Regions from separate parts of the Rattus norvegicus genome. Here region 1 is linked to region 2. Evidence: chromatin contacts called from public Hi-C data. All regions are on one chromosome and are shown on one strand. Each heading gives the region's core, a stretch centred on a gene start, on an enhancer-like site or on the middle of the called end of the contact. The rest is flanking DNA. Distances are from core to core; before and after follow the strand shown. Region 1 overlaps Il17ra (interleukin 17 receptor A). Region 2 overlaps Kdm5a (lysine demethylase 5A).

Region 1 (3,621 bases), core at 65-2,564, 41 kb before region 2:
GTGTGTGCCTAGGGTCCACAGCCACCAATAAAACAAAAAACGAATTTTCCTGACCGCCCACAATGAGTGTAATGAGAAATGACGTCAGTGATAGTCAAGGTTCTGGGAAAGGCAGAGACAGAGGGACCGGAGCTGATAGTCCCTAAGTGAGATGGCGATCACAGACAGCATGGACTGGTGGGGGAGAGTAGGATGTGTAGGGTGGGTGCTAGTCAAAGGCAGGAGGGAGGCAGGGGAAGTGAGCAAACTGAGGGAACCTGTCCAGGCTGAGTGCACAGGCCACCACCCTTCAGGGATCTGGCATTTTCTGGGATGGAAACTACTTTTCAGCACAGAGGAAGGGACTCTAGTTGCCAACACAGTCAGGGGTCTCTCCAGAGAACAGAGGACAAACTGCCTTCAGGACATACGGGCTTTGGCCTCAGCTGGAGGCACCCAGGCTCTGGATCTGCAGCCTCTGCTGTCTGAGCCTCCTGCTGCTTTCTTCACCCAGAGCCCGGCACCGAGTGAATGCTTAGAAGGCACTTACCAGGCACTAAGATGGTCTTGGACTTGTGGTTTGGGTCCCCGTCAGGGATGGGCTTGGGCAGGTGGTGAACAGTCACCTCATACTCCTGGCCAGGATCTACCACGAAGTGACTGAAGGAGAACCGCCACTGAGGAAGAGAGGTGATGGGATGGGTCATGCAATGCTTTATCCATTGTGTCCAAAGTTCCAAGGTCACACTTTCCCATAATCAGCCAACAAGCAAACAAACAAAAGGATAAAACGATAACCACAGAACCTCACATTAGAGGCATGCTATCTTTGTCTTTATGTCTGTTTAAAAATTCTATCAGTACATGGCCATGCCATTCACATGCATGCATGCATGCATGTGCGCGCACACACACTCACACACACACAGAGGCCCGTGAGAGTGAACCGGCCTTGTAGAGTGCCTTGGGCAAGTGGAAGGAATGATAAGAAGTAGGAGTGACAGGCTCTGTCCCTCACTATGGCTCATAGCAGCACCCGCACCCTTTCCGTTAAGTGTACCTTTGGGAAAGAAGCCTGTACTGGTGTCACTTGGGAACACAGTCCAATGAAGCTGTCTCCTTACCCGCTTATGATGATTCGACAGCTTGGACAGAAACTTGAACTTGACACACAGCTGCTCATTGGTGTTCAGCTTCAGGATGGACAGCTCTGCACCCTCGAGATACAGGATGCTGGCTGCAGGCCAGGAAGGAAAGGGGAACACAGTTGCAGACCAACCCCCTGCCAGGGTGTGGCTCTTCCCCATCTGTCCTCTTGCCTAACCCCCACTTCCCCTCCTTAGGCATTGCAGAAAGTACCTCCTAGTGGAACAAGGGACAGTCTATAGCATAAAGCAGCCATGTGGCCAGAGCCCTGGCAACAGGACACAGTGCTAAGGTAGGATCATGTTCATCCTCCCAGAGGCTGCCGGAGGGTAGCCAGGATACCAGCTAAGGAGCTACAGAGAGCAGTTACTGTTGCCCCTTCACAGATCTGGGGCTGGCTCTGTTCAGAAATTCTGCAGTTAATCACCCCTGAAGTGGCTTGGAGTGTGTTTGGAAAAGTTCTGGCTCCTTAGCTAAGAGAAAAGGGAGCTGGAAAACATTTTTTTTCTATCAAATATTTAGAATTATTAGTAAAATTAAACACTTGCTTTTTTTTCCCCATGTAATCAAAAGCTGATGCAAGGAAAGGCCTTTCATAAAGACAGTGTGAACAGAAGACACTCTAAGCACACATCTAATGCTAGAAAAGTTCTTGCTGTGTAAATGATGGAGCCTCCCAGTACCAAACAGGAGCTGTGGTGGTCTCTTCCCAAGGGCAAACCCAGGCACTGGCTGATGTGGCCACTCACCATCTGTCTGCAAGGTCCACTCAACGTGCAACACAGGGACTAGGTCTCCGTGCTGGGTAGACGAAACGTTCAGATGGAGATAGATGTTTTTCGGGGAAGACGGCGTCAGGTTTCGAGGGTAAATCCAGCTGTCATCCAGGCAAGTACCTATTGAGGAGAACCATCAGACCTGCAGCCAAGCCCCTCCGGAGACCTGCAGTGACTTCCAACATGTTCCAGGTCTCAGCTGTTTGTAGCCTTCCAGCGGTGACCTGGGCAGGCTCTCGGCCCAGACCACCCTTTTCTAACACTGCTCTGGGGTGCTCACAAAGCTCTTCCAAGAAGTTTAGGGAGCAGGGTTTTGAAAAGAGGCAGCCATTGGAAATGGGGCACAGGAGGGAGGGGCAGCAGTGAGAGCTTCCTTATTTTTATTTGTCATGGCCCCTAATTAGCACTGACACTTAAAGTATATGCCTCATCCTTAAAACAAAACCAGGGTGGGTTGGGGATTTAGCTCAGTGGTAGAGTGCTTGCCTAGCAAGCGCAAGGCCCTGGGTTCGGTCCCCAGCTCCGGATAAAAGAAAAAACAAAAAACCAGGGGCTGGGATTGTGGCTCAGAAGTGTGATTTATCTACTGAGTCTAAGCCATGGGTTCTATATCTAGCATAGAAAAAAACTTCTCACAGACGAAAAACAAACCGGTAAACAAGCAAACACTCCAAAGCCAAGCCAGCACCATTGATCCTGTGACAAGATGAATGGGACAGGCATAGTTACGTGCACTAGGGTACCACCCCGGGCAGCATCCAAAGCCCAGATGGCAGTGGGGTACTGCCTGCATTTTGCATAATGAAAGAAAGTTTTCATTGTGGAGCACTGATGCCTATGGTGAAGATGGCCCAGCTGACAGTGACAAACCCCACCCAGATCGTCTACACAGGAGGCTGGAAGTCAGCAGGAGGCCCCCACTGTACCAACAGCAGTAATAAGTGGAACAAAAGAGGACTTACTATTCTCGACTCTGCAGTTCAGCCCCTGTGGGAAGAAAGGAAGTGTTGATTACAGATGAGAAAGACCAGGCTCAGTGGCCCAGCTGCCTGGCAGGCCCATGAGAGCAGTTCACACAGCCCCTGTCTTCCTCCCGTCTCACTTTTGGGAACTGCTCTGCTGCTGAGTAGCCAAAAGTCTTCTACACTTTTCCCGTCTTTGTCCAGTCAAGGAGGTGAGTAATGGAGAGACAGCAAACAGAACTGGAGGCTTTTATTTGGGGGGGGGGCGTCTTTTGGGGACAGGGTCTCACAGTGTAGTCTAGACTTGGCTCACCTAGAACTCACAGAGAACAGCTTGTCTCTGCTTCCCTGAGTGCTGGGACTAAAGGCATGGACTGCCAATCAAGGCTAGAATTGGAGGCTTTTGAGTAACTGTTATGGGCTGGGAATTTAAACAATAAAAATAAATAATAATAACTCCCCCCTAAAAGCTATAAAAACAAAACAAAGCAGAGAGGGTTGTCTGGCAAAGAAGGTCTTTAAATTCTGAGGTTCCCAGTTTTCCTAAGAGGTGAAGCATCAAACTTATAATTCCTGCTGGAGATCAGTCATAAGAAGTAAACTAAGCCCCTGTAAACTCGTAAACTCGTTAGGAAAAGTTTAAATAACTGTTCTGGCTCTCTCTCTCTCTCTCTCTCTCTCTCTCTCTCTCTCTCTCTCTTTCTCTCTCCTCTCTCTCTCTTTCTCTCTCCTCTCTCTCACAAACACGCACACACTCA
Region 2 (3,618 bases), core at 645-3,144:
CCCACATCCTCTGATGAAGCCATGGTGTTATTCATCAACATCTGCTGGGACCATGTTGGAAACTACAAGCACTAGGGTTAGGGCTGCAAGGCAAAAGCTGTTATTTGCCAGTCTTGCTCATGGCCATGCGTGAAGCATGGTGGAGTCTGGAATACTTGTGAATGAGGGTTTCCCAGATAAGCATGCATCACTGAGGCTCAGTAGAATGTTCTCACTTGTCATCCCTACTCCCTCCAGAAACCTGGATCCGTGCACCTACCTTTCTTCGCTAAAACACAGACCCAGACGGACTTCTCAAACCAATGGGCTACTTGCCTTGAAGTAAGAAAAAAAACAAACAAAATAAAACAAAACAAAAAAACCCCTCCCTTCCTTCCAGAATCCAGTCTAGTCAGATTTTGAACCTTCCTGAGGAAAGTGAGGGGCTCTTCTGGAGAATTTTCTTATTGGTAAATAAGCACAAGCAGCTGAGGTCCGTAGACTGCACTGCCACCCCAAGACTTCTAGAAGGGATAACTCTGGCCTGCTTCTCCTAACTGGATCAGCAGGGCATGTGTGTCAGTAATTACGGACAGAGTTGTACTCTGACTCCTATCCAATTACCCTAAGGAGATTCAAATAATCAGGCCTTCCCATGGCACCACCGTTAAGTTGTAACCTTCTACAGCTAACACCAGCTGGTTGAAAGCCACTTCTCATATGCCCCACTAAGTACATCAATGTGTTAGTGCCGAACAGCCTCCTGAGAGCTCCATTAGAACCTGACCTTAACTCAGCAAACCACACCCAAAGGAGTCAGGAGTTGAGATACTTGGCTGCTGCACCTGGGAAGCCATCCTCTGCACAGATAAGGCAATGGAGCCCACACAGTCCATGCAGACAGGCAGCCAGCACTAAGAGGACTTCTTCTGAAGTCCATTCATCTGTGGAAACAACATTCTGAGTGGTGAGAACCACTCTGCTTGATGAGTAAGGTCTCAGTGTGGTCCACTTCCCCCCATGTTGCAAGCTAACCAAACATCTGCTAACTGGTCTCTTTAAGATCCTCCATTGGTAGTTTGTAGCTCATTATGAAGGGAGGAGGTGGTGCGTGGCCTGGGCTATCTGGCCCCTGCTTCTTTGCACAGTTTATACAGATGTAATCTTCATTTTCAGCCATTTCTGGGGATACACCAACACAAACTTGATGAAACCACTCATCACAGCCACCATCACATTGTACCCAGTCTACCTGCAGGAGATAAAGATTGGGAAATGTTTAGTATTACAACAGTAAGACCAGACTAAGAGCAAACCAGAGAACTTTCTTGGAATTAAGAAGAGCAAACAACTGGAATATCCAGAGATAGATATGACTTCTTATGGGGTTATTTTTCAAAGAAAGAAGCTGAGAAGTTAATACCCCCAAATTATATTTTACCATAGTGTGTCCACAAAATTAGGCCTCTTAGGTACTCCATTACCTCATGAATACCCGGGGTTCCTTGTGAGGCAGAAACATGATTGGGGAATACTTAACAAAAAAGAAACTTCTAATAGAGCAGCCAAGTAGTTTTAGCTAATATTAACAATTTCTAGGCTCTAAAATAATGCAATTAACAATCAAGAAAGGAAGAGGACAACAATGTGAGGCAATCCTGTGGATTAGCTTTATTTCAAAGAGATAAGCCAAAGTACTAAGAGCATTAAATACCTTTTTAGAAAAGCAGTCACATAGGCCACTTTTAAAACTACTATTTTTTATTCTTCTCTTCTTCCGTTACAAATACAACTCCCTATAAAAAGTTAGCAAATATCAGAGGTCAAATCTTACAAGTTAACCAATTACAACAGTCAAAGACACAGGTCAATAGATTAACTCTGGGGTTTAAAATTAGTCTGAGAAAGTGATACGTGTCAGCGGCAGATGCCAGGCAAACACTGATCCTTCAGACCCTACAGTAACTAGAGGAGGCACAAAAGGGCTTTAGTTTGGTGATTTAAAACCTTGGCGCTATAGTAAAGTAGAAAAGTGCAGCTTCAGGCTCTTCTGTTTGGAAGATGATCTTATATTTAATGTCATATTAGACAAGAACTATCATGAAGATAACAAGAGATATGGGCATCCCCCTTCACAATACAAAGGCTGGTTACTGTGGTGGTAATACAGGAAGCCATTTAAAATCATAAGCTTTATCAGACCATGGAGCAAAGAATTATGAAGGGATCAAAGTCCCTTAACACAGCCAGAAGGACAAAGGAAGCCTTGGCTAGGTAAATATGTTTTATTTGGGGAAAGTGAGTGGTTTTAAAATGCTTCCATAGCTTGTAAAACAACAGTCACGTCAGTAAGTTTTGGGCTTATAGAGAATGGAAAAAGTATTAAAAAACCCTGCTATTTGGCTTTTATTATATTTTATCACTTCTAAGCATTCTTAATATCTGTATTGTTCTTAAATATCTGTCTTTCCCCTCTACCCCGTAATTAAATTCTTTAGGTGTGTCCCTCCCTCCCCCCAAGCATATAGTCTTACTGTGTAGCCTAGGCTAGCCTCAACTTAATCTTCCATCTAGTACTCTGCCAGGCTCAGACTTGAGATCCTCCTGTCTCAGCTTCCAGAGTGTTGGGATCACTGTGGCAAAGCTGTAAGTTTATTAAGCAAAGGAAAGTACATACTCCAAGAACTAAGTGTGGACTGTAAGACATTCTAGATAATTTCTACATATTTCAGACTACTGCTGTCTATGCTATTGCTTCCTGTAAATTCAGAGCAACTTAACTATTCCTACCTAAACTAAATTCTATTTGGTTTTAACTGGATGTTTTGCCTCAGAAGAAAGCATTTAAAGTATAGTTATGAAACTGATAACAGCCAGGCAGTGGCGGTGCTCACCTTTTATCCCAGCACTCAGGAGGCAGAGACAGTGAGATCTCTAAATTTGAGGCCAGCCTGGTCTACAGAGTGGGTTCCAGGACAGCCAGGGATATACAGAGAAACCCTGTTTCAAACAAAACTAAACAGAACATCCCCCTCCCCCAAAACAAATAAAGAAAAGATCCCGATGTAACCAGAGAAAAACTAGGATGTAACAGGCTGCAGAATAAAGTAAACATAAAGGAGCCATAGGGAAGTAAAAATGTATAAAGTACGACCTCAAGTGAACTGAAGATCAGTGTTTTGGGTATTTGGAACTTGTAAGGGAATTAGAAAAATGACCAGCAGTTCGTGGGATTTGAGATTCTATGCTGTTTTACAATGACACCCTAGTCAATAGATAACTTCACTCCTACCTCTAACCCTATTAAGCTAATTAAGTCTTCATATATGCTAGTCCACAGTTATAAAAAATTACCAATTCAGAGGTATCTATTACCTAAAAATAAATAAGATTCTTTTTGAGTTGGGGATTCACTTGTGCACAGACTGCGCTTCAGTCTCTGCTTATATAACAACTTACCTACCCAGATAATCCAAGCAAGGAAATGGTAGCCTTCACTCACCAATTAATAACCTGAATTCTACTTCTGTATGAAAAGCCCCAAGGAGCACAAATCAAATTAAAAGTTTGAATGTCCACTGAATCCACAGACAATTCTGAAAGGCAATGATCTATATGGTAACCTGGAAGTTCAAAAGC

The links. Hi-C and Micro-C count contacts between places; a contact is called where the count stands out from the background.
Region 1: a contact with region 2 is called in a Hi-C map of liver, with 2.3 times the contacts expected there. The contact joins two enhancer-like sites. A contact is called at or near these places in 3 of 12 Hi-C or Micro-C datasets (Schwann cells and liver).

What each region holds. Positions count from the first base shown.
Region 1 is chr4:155,348,059-155,351,679 of GRCr8, reverse strand. It overlaps Il17ra (interleukin 17 receptor A), which reads right to left. Exons shown (of 13, transcript NM_001107883.2): 2 at 2,864-2,888; 3 at 1,875-2,021; 4 at 1,104-1,216; 5 at 530-656. Among named protein-coding and RNA genes, the nearest start is that of Il17ra, 10 kb to the right of the region's middle. Within about 2 kb of position 1,314, at least 7 of the 93 cell types and tissues checked have an H3K27ac peak or open chromatin away from gene starts, as enhancers often do. A contact at or near this core is called in liver, where this site is marked.
Region 2 is chr4:155,308,072-155,311,689 of GRCr8, reverse strand. Kdm5a (lysine demethylase 5A) reads right to left here. Exons shown (of 28, transcript NM_001277177.1): 28 at 1-1,231. The coding sequence ends at 1,025. Among named protein-coding and RNA genes, the nearest start is that of Il17ra, 30 kb to the left of the region's middle. Within about 2 kb of position 1,894, at least 1 of the 93 cell types and tissues checked has an H3K27ac peak or open chromatin away from gene starts, as enhancers often do. A contact at or near this core is called in liver, where this site is marked.